2 separate regions of the Rattus norvegicus genome follow, and region 1 is linked to region 2. Evidence: chromatin contacts called from public Hi-C data. All regions are on one chromosome and are shown on one strand. Each heading gives the region's core, a stretch centred on a gene start, on an enhancer-like site or on the middle of the called end of the contact. The rest is flanking DNA. Distances are from core to core; before and after follow the strand shown.

Evidence for each region. A called contact is a pair of places that touch in the nucleus more often than the background predicts.
Region 1: a contact with region 2 is called in a Hi-C map of liver, with 4 times the contacts expected there. The contact joins the enhancer-like site here to the promoter of Klhdc10 in region 2. A contact is called at or near these places in 7 of 12 Hi-C or Micro-C datasets (Schwann cells, frontal cortex, hepatocytes and 3 more).

What each region holds. Positions count from the first base shown.
Region 1 is chr4:60,029,327-60,034,306 of GRCr8, forward strand. Klhdc10 (kelch domain containing 10) reads left to right here. Exons shown (of 9, transcript NM_001017456.1): 2 at 1,708-1,929; 3 at 3,593-3,747. Among named protein-coding and RNA genes, the nearest start is that of Klhdc10, 43 kb to the left of the region's middle. Within about 2 kb of position 1,330, at least 18 of the 93 cell types and tissues checked have an H3K27ac peak or open chromatin away from gene starts, as enhancers often do. A contact at or near this core is called in liver, where this site is marked.
Region 2 is chr4:59,984,616-59,990,068 of GRCr8, forward strand. Klhdc10 (kelch domain containing 10) reads left to right here and starts at 4,156. Exons shown (of 9, transcript NM_001017456.1): 1 at 4,156-4,386. The coding sequence starts at 4,230.

The DNA of each region.
Region 1 (4,980 bases), core at 80-2,579, 42 kb after region 2:
CCTACATTTATTTCTCAAATAGCTCTTCTCCACCTGGAAAGAGACCTGTAAGCCAGTGAACATTTAAGAGCAGCTGGGCAGTGAGGCTGGCAGCCCTAGTGAGTAAGTGAAGGAAGGAGTTAGCATCAGAAGGCTCTGAGCTGCTTCATTCAGGCCTTAAAGAGCTGTAGTGATTTGTACACAGGCCTGACAGGGGCCAGAATGACTAAAAGATACATTGTTGCTTTGTTTTTCAGTTATTTTAGTTCTGTACATAGCATTTTAACTCTTGTTCCAAATTTACCCTATAAAGTGGGCTTTTGATTGAAAAGACACACAAGTTTGGTAATAAATGCTAATTTAAAACATATTTATTAGGCGTCTAACAGTGTCCCTAAGTACTAGTGAACATTATATTGTTGTCAGTAGCACATGAAAACAGATATCTCTAGGGTAGTAACGAGTGTAGAGTCATCTTAGTCCATATGGCATTTTAGCTGTTTGGTTCTGTAACTGTTCAAGGGCTTATGTAGACTGGTATAAGAGGTTGTAAGGATAATAGAAATATAAAGTAGTGGATTTTTTCCTTTAAAAGGACCTCAAAATTATTTAAATGAATTAATGTATATAATTTAGTCATTTACTTACTGTATACTAGGTATTTAACCAAGGGCCTTAAACATGCTTGGCAACTCTACTGACTTGAGCTATGTCCTCAAATTGCCTAGGCTGTTTTTGAACTTATGCTCTGAGCTCAGTCAGGCACTGAAATTATGGTTCTCCTACCTCAGCTTCCTGAGTAATTTTGATTACAGGCTTGTGTCACAGGCCTGGCTGTTTGGTGTAGTTGAAACTTGAGAAAGAGTCTATGGCTGTAGCTCAGGACAGAATGCTTGCCAACCATGCACAAGACAGGTTTGATTCCAGCTCTCATAGGGAAAAATATTTAAAATCTATAATTTGCTTCCTTCCTGTTCACCAAACTTTGCCCTTTTTTGGGGAGGGGGTGTGGGGAAGAGTCCTGGGGTCCTATCCAGAAAATATTGTCTTTACCAATATCATGGAGTATTTCAGAAGACAGGTCTTACCTACAGTTTTTTATTTTTGACCATTTTGAGTTTAAACCTTTTTTTCATAAATAGCTTTTCTTAGTGATAACTTTAAACAGAATATAAGATGTTCTTTGGGATAAATGCAGGATCTTCTTTGAAAAGTTTTGGAATGGTATTCAAAGAATTAATTTTGCTCTGAGCACATGACAGCCAGTTTTCTTTTTAAGTGTATACTTACATGTATGTGTTTACTTAGACATGACTCATTCATGTTTGTGATTGCTTTCTCCAATAGTCACAGTTTAACCTAGCTTGCCTGTGTTCTCACCTAAAGAGTAAGAAATTTGACCTCTTAGCCTCTGAAATTCTAGGCCTCTCTTTCTTCTCTGAATTCCACATCGTCAGTCATTTCCTTGAGTTTATCATGCTGTGTCACCTCTCCTGGGAAGAATCTTTTACTCTTCGAAATTTGAAAATCATATGACTAAAAGTGGAGACTAACTCCCTAAAAATCTTGAGTAGTCTGTGTAATGCATAAAGTACCTAGGTGAGTGACAGACACGTGTGTTAGGAATCCCTCCCTGACTCCCTTTTGAAGTTCAAATGATTGTTACTAATTTTGTTTATGTTCTTCAACTGTGGGCCACTTTTGGAAAACCATCCTCTTCTTCTTTAGGCCACAGACCTCCCCCAGCCCGCAGTGGACACCGTTGTGTGGCAGATAACACCAATCTCTATGTGTTTGGAGGGTATAACCCAGACTATGATGAATCGGGAGGGCCAGATAACGAAGACTATCCTCTCTTCAGGGAGCTTTGGAGGTATCATTTTGCAACAGGCGTGTGGCACCAGATGGGCACAGATGGCTACATGCCCCGGGAATTGGCATCTATGTCACGTAAGTGCCAGCAGTTTTGAACTTTTGACTTTGTGAACTATCTGAAGTGGCAGGTTCAGTGTCACTTGTCCCTTCTTAATAATGTACACTATTGTAACATGGTAAGTGTTGTCACTGAGTAGGTATTTCACTGTGCTGATAATATAGTGTAATGACTCTGAATCTCTGAGTTCCAGGTTTGAATCTAACTGTAATATTGGATTGCCAGATGAGTTTTTAACTATTTACCTGTAAAGGGAGGTTAACGATATCTCGGGGTTCAGTATAAAGTATTACATATATCCTAGGAAAAATGTAGTCAAATGAAAAACTGGAGTTGCAGCTATAGTAATTAATAGCTATTAAATGAAGGACTTCACTTCCTTACAGCATCATTGTGATATAAGTTTCTACAGTGATGGAACCCAAGGTTTCAGAGGGACTCTGAGAATAAATGGCTAAGGGTTCATGCTCTGAAGCCAGGCTGCTTGGGATTGAATCCCAGCTCTTTTTAGGAAACCCTCATTAAGCTATTTAAACTCTTTTTGCCAATATGGTGTGCATACCTATAATCCCAGCACTTGGAAGGCTGAGACAGAAGGATTGCAATGAATTTGAGACTAGCCTTATATCTCCTGAAAACAAATAAACAGAGGAATTAAAAAACAAACATTTGTTACTTCTGTTTCTGTTTATCATTTCTAAAAGTGGAGGTTGGATCATTGCTTAATGGTGGAGTGCACCAAGCTCTGGATGCAGACTTAGCACAGAGAGGGAGACAGGAGAGAGAGGAAAGTAACAATGAAAGAGAGAAGAAAATAATATTTACAATTCGTTAGGGAGGTTAACTAGTTTTCTCCAAAAGTCCCACTAGAATTAAATCCAACTCTTGGCGGCGCTGTAGTATATATAGACTGTTAACTACTGCACTGTATGAGTTAAAAGACGATGGGAAGTTGGAGAGCTACGGAAATGAGAGAGGCAGAGGGAAAGAGGGAGGGAGGGAAGAAGACAGGGAGGATTGTACACAATGCAACAAACAGAAAAGATAAAGAGCAAATACCAAAACTGCCGGCAGGATATTGGTGTTTCTTTTTATCGGGTAGAGGATTAAACTGGCAGAAACTACAATTTAAAATGTATAAAGATCACTCCTCTGACAGAGAATGATCCCTTAATCCCCTATTCTAGTCCTGTGGGGTCTTTTCTAAGACAAAAATGGTCATTTTCCTCTGGTGTGCTGTGTATTCGAGCTGTCTTGAACAACAGTGGTATTCTGTAGTTCGTAAACTTGACATTGCTATGCACGTTATTTTATTTAGTGCATCTTGGCTGTTTATCATATATCTAGCAGTGAGCCGTGTGAGATAATCCATACAGTGTGAAGTAAGCCATTTCTTTTGCAAAATCTTACAGTTGGATATGTGTGATCTTAATAAGATCATTAAAGTAAACATGCGTGAGCTGCTCAGGTGGTCTGGATGCATGGACAGCACACTGCAGTCAGTGCTCTGGGTCGGAGGGCAGCACACTGCAGTCAGTGCTCTGGGTCGGAGGGCAGCACACTGCAGTCAGTGGTCTGGATGCATGGACAGCACACTGCAGTCAGTGGTTTGGGATCGTGGGCAGCTCACTACAGGAAGCAGTGCACAAGCAGAACATGTTCCTCTTCCTCTTCTCTCAGTTGTGCTGCATGGAAACAACCTGCTTGTCTTTGGAGGCACAGGCATCCCATTTGGGGAGAGCAACGGCAATGATGTCCACGTCTGCAATGTGAAGTACAAGAGATGGGCCTTACTCAGCTGTCGTGGGAAGAGACCCAGTCGGATATACGGACAGGTACTGACTGGCAGGTTAACGTTGATGCATTTGCTTCATGTTTTTATACTCTAGCAGCAGTGTCAAAAAACAGTGCAGCTGCAGTTTTAGTGGAGATAGAACTTGATGGGGCATTTCACGCTTCTGGTATGAAAGTATAATTTGTGAATCTTACCATTGCCCCTCTTATTGTCACCATTCTTTCCTGGGTGTTGGCTTTTGTTGTTCCGTGTGCAGGCTAAAGGACGGCCTCAGGTATCGTTCCTGAGGAGCTGTCCACCTTTTTTTTTGAGCCGGTGTCTCTCTGGCGTCTGGGGCTTGCTGCTGAGGCTGACTGCCTGGCTGGTGAGCTCCAGGGTCTGCCACCTGACCTCGCCTCGCCAGCACTGCTTGTACAAGTTCATCTTCACCACTCCTGGCTTGTTGTGTTTGTTGTTTCAAGAGGTGCTGGGAACTGAACTGGGGTCCTTGTGCTTGCACAGCAGCAAGTTACCCAGCAAGCCATCTTCCCAGGACTGTTACTTACTTCTAATCCAGCGTGAAGTAGGAGCTAGATCTGTGGAAGTTTCTTTAACTACACCAAACCTTAGAGTAAATGGAGCTTTATCGTGGTCTGAGTCTGGTCTGATGATAGAATTCTCTGAAGAACTGTTTCTCCTAAGAAGAGACTGAACTTGAGTTTGAACTTAAACATGTAGAGACTGTGTGTAAGTCAGTTTAACCTTTGGTTTATAAAGATCTCTCCAGAAAGACAGTGGGCTGCCCTATAACAGACTCTGAGACCAGTGGATACACTTACATCAGGCACTGTTTGGCATGTGGCTCAGCTGTCTGGCACAGGAGTGATTAAATACTTCTGAGCTCTAACTTTGAAAGGGACATGCTCTAGATCCCTCTCTGTCCCACCTCGGGAGCCACTCAGGCATGGAGAAGTAGCCGAGGCAGGGCTTCAGAGTAGGTGCTTGGAAGAGAAGTCTGGTGGGAAATGCCAGCTCTGCGCTTCCTACTTCTAGGATGTCGCTAGCTCAGCTTCCGTCATTGAGAGTCATCAACAGATTCCTTTCTAGGTAGAGCTGGCACAGTCAGACACAACCTCCAAGGTCTATAGAATGCTTTAGTCATTTCTTCATTCCTTCGTGGACAAGGACTCAGGTGTTGCTGGTCCCAGCTTCTTAATATCAACTTCATGAGAGTTGGGATTATAGGCATATGTTACCTGGCTGTAGGGTCTGAATTTTCATTATTTCTGCGTGT
Region 2 (5,453 bases), core at 2,906-5,405:
CCAAAATAGAGCCCTGTGTGATGGGCTATTCCTAGCTCCTTAACTCGAGTACATGTGGAATGAACTCCAATCCAGAAATGTAGTGCACACCTGTGATCCAGCTCTTGAGGCATAGTGGCCATGAAAAGCTTAGGTCCAAGTGAGGCAGTACATGCCCTTAATCCCAGGGGACAGAGGCAAGCAGCTGTGAGTTCAAGGCCAGCATGGGACAGAGCAAGTTCCAAATCAGGTGTACACACTTATAATCTGGGCCACACCTTCTGCTGGAGGCCTACATAAGGACACTGGAAGAAGGAAGATTCACTCTTCTCCGGCTTGCACTTACCTGTCAGCACATCTGTAGGAACCTACCTCTTCAGGATTCCAGCTTTACAGAAGACCAGCTGAAACACCCAGCCTCCTGGGACTGAGCAACTTCTAGATTCTTGGACTTCCCATTCATAGCTGCCCATTGTTGGGTTAGTTGGACTGCAGACTCTAAGACATTCCAATAAGTTCCCTTAATATACAGTGTATAAATTCTGTGACTCTAGAGACCCCTGACTAATACAGGCTGTCTATTTGACTATCTACAGGGAAGACTTTTCTAGCTCCTTCTTGTTCCTAGGCAGAATTTCTCACAAATCCCACTTTTGAATGAATGCCTTTTTATTCTCTTGGAGTGATTTTCAGTTTACAGCGAATCACATAGAAAGTACAGAGCGTTCACAGTCATCTTGTCCCTGCTGTTCAGTTTTCCCATCCATCAACACAGGGCAGTGTGTAACTCATTTGTTAGGATCAGTGAACCAGTGTTGCCCCCCTCCCCATTATCAGCCAAAGTTCATAGTCTACACTATGGAATTGAGAATTGTTCCTTTCAAAACTATTCTTAAAAACCTCTCAATAAGAGAAAAAGTAATCAAATCTACGTCTTTTTGTTTAACTTGTTTGGTAGACCAGGCTGTCCTCGAACTCACAGAAATCCACTTGCTTCTGCTTCCTGAGTGCTGGGACTAAAGGCATGAGCCACCACATGCAGCTTTAAAGTTAACTCTTGGGCTGGAGAGATGGCTCAGCGGTTAACAGCACTGACTGTTCTTCCAGAGATCCTGAGTTCAACCTCCAGCAACCACATGATGGCTCACAATCATCTGTAATAGATTTGATGCCCTCTTCTGGTGTCTGAAGACAGCTACAGTTTACTTATATAAATAAAGTAAATAAATCTAAAAAAAGAAAGAAAGAAAATAAGATTAACTCTCAGGATCCATCATCTTGTTACAACAGAATCAATTCTTAGCTCTTTCTAACCTGACTGATCACTGATTAATCACTGATTGATCACCTTTGTCCACTGTTCCCCACACCACCCTACTCCCAGCTATTACTCTTAGCCACTGGATTGTTTTTCTAGCTCTGTCATAGGATTTTTTTGTATAATTTTCTTTATTAAATATTTGCTAATTTCCTTTATTAAACATTTGCTTTTTTAGATGGGCAGTGGTGGTGCATGCCTTTAGTCCCAGCACTTGGGAGGTAGAGAGGCAGGTGGATCTCTGATTTCAAGGCCATCCTGGTCTACAGAGTAAGTTCCAGGGCTACACAACAACCATGTCTTGACACCCACCCCCTCATTTTTTTCTTTTATGTATATGTATGTGTCAGTATTGGCATGTGTTTCTGTATGGCTGTGCACTTATGTTCATGTTTGCTGGCCACAGAGACCAGAAAGGGGGTTGGATTTCCTGGAATTGGAGTTACAGATGATTGTGGGCCACTGTGGGTGCTATGAATGGACTATAGTTCTTCTGGAAGAGCAGCCAGTGCTTTTAACTGGCAAGTCATCTTCCCAGCTTAACACCCCCCCCCCAATTCTTTCCTTTGGAGCCAGTATCCCACTTTATATCTCTGGCTGGCCTAGAACACTTGTAGACCAGACTAGCTCCAATTCTCAGAGATCCACTTGCCACTACCTTCTGAGTGGCTGGAATTACTACCGTGTCCAGCAAGTTTTTAAAGTTTATTATTTATCTTTGTGGGTATGAAGTTATGTGTCCTCTGTGTGTACAGAAGTAAACTGCAGGTAGTTGTGAACTGTCTGGTGTGGATGCTGGAAATCAAGCCCGGGTCCTTTACAGTAAGCATTCTTAACTGCTGAACCATAGCTTTTTTTTTTTTTTTTTTGGAGCTGGGGACCGAACCCAGGGCCTTGCGCTTCCTAGGTAAGCGCTCTACCACTGAGCTAAATCCCCAGCCCCTGAACCATAGCTCTTAATTAAAAAAAATAAATAACCACTGAGTCCATTTGGTGCTCCTTCCATGTGTGTGGGTGTGGGTTTATACACTGGAGCGCGAGCAACTACTGGTAGTCACACCCTTGAAGAAAAATGACCCTCATCCAGTAGCCATCTGTTGTCCAGAGTTCCTCAGCTAGAATTAGAGCCTCCTGGTCCCCCTCTCCACACAGATCTGTGCTGGAATGTTCATCAGCCCGGTCTTGTGCAGGCAACCATAGCTGATATTTATTTGAAGTATTCTGTGAGTACTAGGAGTTGAACCCAGGTCCTCTAGAAGACCAGCACATATCCTCTGGTCCTGTGTTTCTTTGGGTTTTTTTGTCTTTTGTTTTTTGGTTTTTTTTTTTTTTTTTTTTTGAGACAAGATTTTATGGAGCTAAGGTTGGCTTTGAACTTGTAATGTATCTGAGTGAGGCTGGACTTGAATGCCTGATCTTCCTGCCACCATCCATCCCCAGTTCTGGGGTTACAAGAATGTGCCACCATGCTGAGTTTTATTCTGTGGCAGGGGACTGCACCTTTGGTGCTAGACAAGTACTTAAGCATCTGAGCTACCTACACCCCTAGCATCGCTGGTTTCCTCTTTTTTCAGATGTCAAACATTTCAATAAACTGTATTATAATGCATAGAGGATAAAATACTAATTTTCCTACAGAAACTGGGTGTGGGGACAAAACCAAAATCTCCTGGCGACAAGAAATTTGCTGAGGTCAAAGGGTATTTCTGGTCTCAGCATTCTCTCCTTCTCCACCCCAATCCTTAAAAAAAAAAAAAAAAAAAAAAAAAAAATCCAACGTGTGAGGTTCTCATGTGTGAAACATCAAGAGGGTCAGCTAATCTTGAAAGGTTTTGTCCCCCTTGAGAAAATTATGTTTTTTCCTTATTTGGAAACAGCAATGTGTATCTGCATTTTCCCACTGTGCACTGCGCCTCCCCGAGTCCTAAGCCAAATTTTCTGTTTAATTTTGAAACGATAGGAAGTTCTGATCTTTACATTTTAAAATCACATCGTCCGTTTCATTTTCTGTCGTTGTGTATATTGTAAAACAATTGAGGTTTTTTTTTGTTTTGTTTTTGTGAGTAGAAACATTTACATGATCGTTGGTCATTTATGAGAGTATCTTTTTCTTTCTTTCTTTCTTTTTTTTTTTACAGAAGCTGTGTGATATTTAAAGATCTTCATTGATGTATGTGAAGCCTGAAAGGTTTCTTACTGGAATTTTCATTTGTGTTTCTATGATTACTCTAAGATCGAACAGTTTTCGGTATTTGCTAATCAGGTTTGCTCTTGACGTGGCTTACGACGGCGAAGAGTCCCGGCAGTGCCACTATGAAACAAAACAAATGATGAAAGCCGGGAGTTTTTTTAGATTTCATCTGACTCCGCCCCTCCGCCCCCACCTCCCGTGAGCCCTTTGTGTGTGGCAACAGTCCGCAGACCGGGTCTCAGTCGGCATAGCTGCAGACAGATGTACCTACACCAAGTACATGCATTGTGTACATATGATACTTCTAAATACAATGCTTATGGGCAGAGTTCCGGAGTACCGACCATGCCGGGGCAGCGGCCCTGCTTGGGAGTCTCCTCAGGCGTAGCCTCCTCACTCGGCTTTCGACTGTCTGGTCTGAGCACCCAGCCTCCCAGCTAAGCGGGCTAGCTCCTGAGAATTGGTGCGCTCAGTGAGCGGCTGTTTATGCCTTTCTCCCCCCCACCTCTTTTAGCTATAGCTATGGTTACCACGTCTCTCCCCGCCTCCCTCCACCTGCCAAGAAAACGACTGCCCATTGGTTCTATGTCACCAAGGCGGCCAGCCATTGGTTGCTGGTGAGCTCGGCGCTCCCCCGGCCCCTGTCTCCCGGGTCTCTTGAGGAGCCCGGGAAGGAGGCTCGGCTCGCGCTATCGGGGCAGGGGCTTGCCGGGACCGGGCTGCGGCAATCGTTAGCGGGCCATGTCGGCTGCCCAGGGCTGGGACCGGAACCGCCGGCGGGGAGGAGGCGCAGCCGGCGGGGCCAGCGGGGTTAGCGGGGCCGGCGCGGCCGGCGGGGGTCGGGGCACCGGACAGCTCAACCGATTCGTGCAGCTCTCCGGACGTCCGCACCTGCCAGGTGAGTGGTGGGGCCGCTGCCGGCGAGAAGGTGGCGGCCGCCGGGCTCTGCTGCCCCTCGGACACACAGCCGAGGACAGGGAAGCAGAGCACCAGGAAGGTGGCGTTGAGGTCAGGAGGGGAACCGGAGCACGCCTGAAGAAAAGTCTCACTATGTCGACAGCTCGGTGATGAGAGTTGTATTTTCCTCCCGAAGGAGAGGTCGCTGTCTCTTTGACATTCCCAAATGTTTCACTTCCCCGGTTCCTAATCTTTTCCCCTTCCGCAGATTGATGTTGTGAAAGAAAGACATTGGTGTTTTGGTGTGTAAAATTATTTCAAAAGGAGTGCCAAATTAAGGAGAGGAAACAAGAGCAATATAGGAGTGATTTTGTTTGAAAGAAAAAAAAAAAGCCAACCAACTGTAAGAGTTGGTTGGGTGTTTTGAAATGGAATGAGCATGTGAAAGTGTGTGTGTGTGTGTGTGTGTGTGTGTGTGTGTGTGTGTGTGTGTGTGTTGGCTAGGGAGTATATGGGAAAGAAAACCAAGAAGATTAAGGGAAACGGTTGAATCAGTAATATTTGGGGATGTACAGAGACAGAATGGATAATAGTGTCTAGATTTTAAAAGGGGGAAATGAAGATTATGAATATAAAGAAATGAAATGATGTTATCCCGGTATCAAAACTGAAAATTGGGAAAATATACCTATTGCTATATTTCATGTTTTGGTCTTTGAGTTCACATGCCTTAAAAAAATAAAAAGCCCAAAGTCAAATCTATATGTGTGTAAACAGTTGTGAAAAGCATACACATTTTCAGTCTGTTAAAAGGATGGTAATCCTGCACAGAATGTCAATCATATTGGGCAATCGTGTTTTTCTTTTCTTTTCTTTTTTTTTTTTACCGTGAAGAGAATTGTCAGGAATGATGTATTAGACCTTCGCCATGTTTTTTTTTGTATGTGTGACTAATGTTAAGTTGATTGTATCAGTGATATATTTGTCTAGATAGTTTTGAGAACCTAATTTTTTCTGAATTGTGTTTACTATTGTGACATGTTCTCCTAGGTAGTAAAAAAGTCAGTT